Regions from separate parts of the Danio rerio genome. Here region 2 is linked to region 1. A link is a contact called in public Hi-C data. All regions are on one chromosome and are shown on one strand. The core of a region is the stretch at or near the end of the contact, and the rest is flanking DNA. Distances in the headings are between cores, read along the strand shown.

The links. A called contact is a pair of places that touch in the nucleus more often than the background predicts.
Region 2: a contact with region 1 is called in a Hi-C map of hematopoietic stem cells, with 2.2 times the contacts expected there. The contact joins the promoter of ahr1b here to the promoter of ftcd in region 1. A contact is called at or near these places in 1 of 18 Hi-C or Micro-C datasets (hematopoietic stem cells) and 1 of 4 datasets of contacts at active chromatin or transcription factors (embryo).

What each region holds. Positions count from the first base shown.
Region 1 is chr22:12,461,910-12,465,378 of GRCz12tu, forward strand. It overlaps ftcd (formimidoyltransferase cyclodeaminase), which reads left to right and starts at 2,161. Exons shown (of 14, transcript NM_201077.2): 1 at 2,161-2,244. The coding sequence starts at 2,191.
Region 2 is chr22:12,735,341-12,739,147 of GRCz12tu, forward strand. ahr1b (aryl hydrocarbon receptor 1b) reads right to left here and starts at 1,984. Exons shown (of 11, transcript NM_001024816.2): 1 at 1,477-1,984. The coding sequence starts at 1,517. It overlaps LOC141380186 (a long non-coding RNA gene), which reads left to right and starts at 2,218. Exons shown (of 2, transcript XR_012397807.1): 1 at 2,218-2,389; 2 at 2,513-3,807.

The DNA of each region.
Region 1 (3,469 bases), core at 911-3,410:
ATACAATCCTATGACAAGAATTAAAGGCTGAGGTCTTTTATTTATTTATTTTTTTTGCATGTTGTTGCTTTTTATGCAACTTTTAAATACTGTTTTTATTTACTGTGGGTTATGGATAAAATATTGATTAATTAATACTATAAGATTTAAAAACTGCATTAGCTAGTCAGATGTCATCATAACTACACCACAAAATCGCAAAAAAAAATAAATTAAATTAAAACAAGACTAAATTTTAAAATACAAATTTATTACATCATATACAGTATCATTAGGAACAAAGAGGAATCTGTTGAAGTTTTAAAGTTAAAAAAACTGTAGCCTAAAGGTGCTCCAATTACCCCCACAGTCCAAATACATGCGCTATAGGTGAACTGAATAAGCTTGTCCGTAGTGTATGTGTGTGAATGAGTGTGTATGGGTGTTCCCGATGATGGGTTGCAGCTGGAAGGGCATCTGCTGCGAAAACAAATGCTGGATAAGTTGGCGGTTCATTTCGCTGCGGCCACCCCAGATTAATAAAGGAACTAAGCCGAAAAGAAAATCAATGAATGAATTATTCAATAATATTAATAATAATTATTATTATTAGACAGCTCCTAATATTTTTGGTAAAACTAAGTTGCACATATTTATTGCACTACGTTGCACTAATTCATCTTGAATTTTACATTTACCCACTGTACATATACATTTGTTATCATGTCCATATCTTTCTGCATACCTCTGATTATTGATAGCAACCTGTACCTATATTTGTCTATTGTAAACTCTGTTCATATACAACCTGTATACATATCAAGTGTAAAGTATTCCTAGAGCTTCACTTTTCCCACAAATTTTCATGTTACAGCCTTATTCCAAAATGGATTAGATTAATTTATTTCTTCACAACTTTACACGCAATCCGCCATAACGATAATGAGAAAAAAGATTTTTTGAAATTGTTGCAAATTTATTAAAATGAAAAAAAAAAAAACCTGAAGAATCACATGTACATCAGTATTGACAGCCTTTGCTGTGAAGCTTTAAATTGAGCTCAGGTCCATTCTGTGTCCACTGATCATTCTTAAGATGTTTCAGCAGCTTAATTAGAGTTCACCTGTGGGAAATTCAGGACACGATTTGAAAGGCTTACACCTGCCTGTCTAAGGTGCCAGGGTTGACAGTGCATGCTGTTAAATTATTATTTTTATTATTATTGCCACTTTAATTATTTTAAATATTTTATTTATTTATTTATTTTAATTACTTTTAATTATTTTATTTGAGCTACTCCTCCTAAAATGTTTTTTTTTTGCAAGTATTTTGACCACATGCAGACCCCATAAGCAACTATCTTCTGTTTTTTTGAACTTTACCCTCCTCACTCTTGCATAACATTGGTGTCACTTTAACAGGCGGGTGTATCAGACCTGTGTTCCATCCAAAAACACAGAAGGTCTAAATCTGTGCTCCTCCTTCAGCTCTTTGGCCTATTTCTGGATCAGTCATTAACAGACGTCCCAGCTTGGTCATGATGCAACTGTCTGGGTGCTTTTCAAGAGTCATTTATTAAACCGTCTGCTTTATCAATTCACAATTTACTTGTTACTACAGTACATACTGAAAGCCAAATCTCTGTCTATGATTAAAGGGATAGTGCACTCACAATTAAAAATTCTGTCATCATTTGCTCACCTTAGACTTCTTTCTAACGTTTACAACTTTCTTTCTTCTGAAAAACACAAAAGAAGATATTTTGAAGAATGATGAAAACCTGTAACCGTTGACTTCCATAGTATTTGTCTTTCCTACTATGGAAGATGAGGGTTTTTAGCTTTCTTTGAAATACCCTTATTAGTTTGTGTTCAACCAAAGAAAGAAACTCTTAATAATTTCTAATCACTTGAGGGTGAGTAAATAGTGAGTATATTAAATATTTTGGGTGTAAACAATCCATTTAAGCTTCAATCTTTGACCATTAATAAACCAACATTATTCAGGAGCCAGATTAAAAACGTCCCCAAACAATGTTTGACGGCGACCCCTCTCCAAAAGCGTTTATCTGTGAAGACAGGGGAATCATTAAATGACCTGAATCCAGTCCAAGAGACGGGTTAATTATTCAAAACACATGCATGCCGCCCGCTTTAAAAGTTCAACTTTAGGGTCAGTATTGAAGTGTGTGTGAGGAAAGCTCTTGCAGTCATGGCTAAACTGGTGGAGTGTGTACCTAATTTCTCAGAGGGACGTAACAAGGAGGTAAGATTAACATTGATGTACTGTATATTTGCACAACTGACAAAACTAATTGGCCATTAATATAAACAACAACAGTGTTGAGGAAAATATACTGGTTAAAACAACAAAGATATCATATTTTGTCATATATTTCATATCATTATTGTCACTGTGTAAACAGCAAATGCATATATTGTGATGTTGTGCATTTTAAAAGCATAGTTCCCTCAAAAATGTAATATTTACACACACTCAAGTGTTTTTCGGTTCCACTTTATATTAAGTTGTCTTTACTAATATGGACTTACACTGAAATTAATCATTTGTTACAGTGTACTTATTGTGTAAATACATGTTTTTACAATGTACTTAAAATTGATTAAAAAACTATTACATCTGTAATTAAATTTTAAATTATACTGTTACACCTTAACCTATCACTAAACCTAGCCATACTACCAAACCTGTCCAGAACGTGATCTGTATCCCACGTCAATATACTATAAACAAAGTAAGTACATTGTATTTATTTTTTGATGTAAGTGCCTAGAAGTTAAGGCCACTTATAAAGTGGGAACTTTTTATGAATTTCCTTCTTCTGTTGAACACAAAATAAAATATTCTGAAGAATGTTGGGAAAACACACTTTAATAAAACAATACCATGAACATTAGTTTTTTTTTTCCAGTATTCTTCAAAATATCTTCCTTTGTGTTCAACAGAAGAATGAAATTCAAACAGGAAGTTTTAGAGGAAGAAAAAATGAATAAACTGAATTTTCATTTTTGGGTGAATTTTCAGCCAATTTTAAATATTCAGCCTTCAGGACTTGCAAATGTACTGCGTTTGGAAAACATGCAACTAGAAAAACACTAACAAACTGAGAAAACATCACTTTTCAATACATGCAAATACAGAAACATGCTGCAAATAGTGCAGATCACAACAGAAAAGGTGACAAACCTGGCTGCTTCCTGTTTAGAGTCATCTGTGTTGTAGTAGATCTTAGAGGTCAGTTTTTGGTTTATTTTAACATCCGAATCATATAATTTATAGTTGTTTGAATATTTTTAGCTCAAGTAATCGGATGAATTGTCAATTAATGTTAAATGAAATGCTATGCTAGTGCTACGAGTTAGCAAGATTTTCTCTCAGAACTAAAACATACAAACAACAAAAAAGTACAACTAGGATAAGCAAAAATCTTCATTTAGTGGAGAGGAAGGGAGTAATATCAAATGTAAAC
Region 2 (3,807 bases), core at 734-3,233, 270 kb after region 1:
AATATACAAGCCACACTCAAAAGTCAATTTGCATATAACTATATGGTTGTTTTCACTAAATTTGCTCAATTGTCAACTTTCTGCCTGTTGTGTTAATGGATTTGCATATTGTTGGGTCTGCACTGTTCTCAGGAATAATAATACATTTCAGTATTTGATTTAAGGGAAATTTGTGTGCACCTTTGTACAAAAAAACACTTTCGGGTCACCACCCTAGCGTAAAATCTGAATCCTGGTACACGCACACAGGCACGCACGTCACGTATACATGCAGAGATTATGAAATGTAATGGGCTGTTACTGTAAATAAGATTTCATTATGAATGAAACAATCACTGCAGACTGATGTGACTGTTTAAAGTTATGTACAGAAAATAAATAAATAACAATGTCAATAATAATTTATAAAAAAAAATAAATATATATAAGTTGCTTTGATTATTTTATGTAACAGCTATATAAACTTGATTTTAAAACTAGGTGGCATAACTGTTAATAATGAAGGTGTTTTAAAAGAATAGCATTAATTAATAATCAAATATATGAACATAATTGTGCACAACATAAATTCAAATTCCAGGGTAAATCTTGCAAGTTTATGTAAAATCATGTAATAAGTCAATTACTAAATAAAATTAAAACAATAATTCAAATAATAAAAAAAGATATATTAAAAATATATTATACAAATAATATATTTTGGTAACACTTTATAATAAGGTTGTATTAGTTATTGCATTTCCTTACACGAACAAAGAGTAAACAACACATTTATTCAGTTAATAAAAATACAATTAGTTCAAGTTAACTCGCAGTGCATTAACCAACGATAAAAAACATACATTTTTATTTTAATAAGCCATTAATAAACGTTGTACTATGATTAATATATGCTCTACAAGCACTGTTCATACATAGTTCATGTTAGTAAGTATATGAACTAATTTACAGGAATTTTGATATCATATTTTAAATAAAAGTGTGATAGCAAAAATAGCAATCACTTCACTCCGTACATTTTCAGAACAGCATTCCAGAGCACTAATCTGATATCTTTTGATATATTACAATTTAAGGCAGGAATTTTAATGTACATTCTTGTACATGGTAAAGAATAGAGCAGTAAAGCCTTATGTAAGCATATTATTACCAAGCGAGCAGTACTGAGAATTGGAATAGAACATTATTACGCACACAAATAACACAAAAAGCACTAATAATACTACCACGTTTGATTAACTGAAATGAAATAATAAAAGTACATATAAATATTTACTTCTGACAGACTGGCCTAAAGAGATTATATCCGACCAACATTACTGTTGTGAGTTTCTGAGGGAAAATACTAATAAACCACTAATTATCGCTAAATATTGGTTTGTTTTTGTATATAATGTCGGGCTACATGTTCTCTCAGAATCCAATATGCTACATTAATTCATCACACAGACACACACTTTTCTGTTAAACACTCACGTCCTTTGCACCGGTTTTCTTCTTTTTCGTCCCGCGTACATGTTTAAGGCGTCAATATGAGGAGTCCAAGTCTTCAGGTGAAATTAATTATAACAAATTATCAGAAACAGAAATCCTTCTAAATTAAGCAAAACAACCCCGTAAACAAATAAAATCTGATTTCATGCGCAGGTCGTTAGTGTTAAAATAATAATTATACTTGAAAAAATGCTTATAATAAATATAATATTGTATAAATTGTGCAAAAAAGGCACCCAAAATCTCAATATCACATAAAAGGAAACGCAAAGAGTGTAATTCCTCTTCAAATATATTTTAGCATTGATAAGAAGTGACAAGAAATCCTCTTCATCTTATTCGTCCCCAACAGTGCTGATGAGTTTGTAAACAAGCCTCCAAAGTCAAATGTTTGGCTAGAATAATACATTACACGTTATATTTACACAAATAAACCAAATCCCGCGTCATAATTTGTTCCAGCTTCGTGTCTAATTCATTTTTGGCCGAGCCGCTTCACTAAGTCCCCCCAACTGCGCGCTCTCGACATCGGTTTGAAGGGGCACGCGCATTTGGTTGACCAGGCAACCGGCACAGATTTGCGCAGGAGCGCGCGTAGAGCATCAGAGGCCACGGCTTAAAGGCAAAGGGGAAAAATCTCCTAGGATACAGAACGTCAGACTTTTTAACTCCTGTGATTGGTCAGCGGGGTTCAAAATTACGTTTCTATGCTTATGAATATTTATAACGAAATGTGATTTGCAGAAAGGCAGGCGTTGGCAAGTTGGCGCAACCAATCAGAGTAGGGAGGAGATATTGTTTATAAATATTAATGAGATTACACGCTGGATTCCCCAGGAAGGTTACCAAGAAACGCTCACACGCCTGATAAATATTAATTAGACTGCTGGACACAGTATGTTTGCTTTTCTTTTTTTAATCTGGTCAGCTTTTACACTTGATATTTAATACAAGGGCATTTTAAATAATGCTTGCCAAATTAAGATGTGTAAACACATTTTAAACATTAACTTTCAAGTAGGCCGACATTAACCCTTTCCCACTGAACATTGGACTTCTGATGGACGTCCAAAAGACATCTATTACCAACGGACGCAATATAGACATAGGCCTACATGCATGTTCGTCAGAGGTATGGTGGGTTAATTGTCTCACGAAGATTGCATTTCTTAACTCCTAATGTCGCTAGTTAACACTAATGCATTTTTTTCAACACATCACATAATTTCTAAAATATCAACCTCTACCACATCGTTGACAGGGGCGGAATTAAGGTAAGCGTCCACTTGGCCCAGTGAAATCTAAGGGTTCACAAAATAAATACCTAGAATAAATTATAACTATCATATTTTGTATGACGGGTGTCTAAAAAAATAAGTTTAATGTTTATTACACCGCAAATGGGCAAATGTGTCCCCCACCCTCAATAATGGATCAGTCAGCAGTTAAATTAGGTAGAGATTTAGTTTTAAAAGCGAAATAGTTCATAATTTTTAGTTGTGAATCCATTTTAAGAAAACAAATAATTGAAAAGGTTTACAAGCTGCTTACATGTTGTTATCATTATTCTGCATTAAGACAAAATGTAGAAAAGGAAATTGAGTGATATAAGAATAAAAACAGCAAAATATATTAAAATGAAATTAAAGAGAAAACGGTGTATTTTAGAATTTTCAGGCTCCATGGCCGGATGCTTATGACCCCCGAATCACTAAATCTGCCACTGTGGTTGACATGTCGGTTTATGGAAAGTACCGGAATTAATACATACACTATGGAAAAAAATCTGAAAATATGAAGTGTAAAATCAATTTATTTAAAGAATATTCAAAATAAAACATTTTTAAATGCTAAATCACCTTTATTTTTCGAAGTATGCCCTAAATATTTCAAATTCTCATTTAACATGATTTCTTGTTTTTTTCTTTTACAATAAAACCAAAAGTGTAGTAGTGCAACAGGATTTTGTATGTTTGATTTTTTATTTTTTTGTAAACCAACAATACTGTGCAGTGTAAACCATTATTTAAATTATTTAGTCATTTTTAAAATGACTTTAACAGTCATATTTTAAAACAGCGAAAATATAATCAACCATTTGGTAGAGCAAGTGGTTTAAGGGTTAAAGGGAAAAAAAAAGTTATTTAAATTTTGCTTTTAAATTTCTCAAGTTTAAATTAACCCTTATAATTTATAAAATAAAGAATTGCTATTCCACAGGCTATACAAAACAGACATCTCTGTTTACAGAAATTTACAAATAATTTCAAGGATTCTAATTACTATATAACAAATTTTTATAAAAAAAACCTT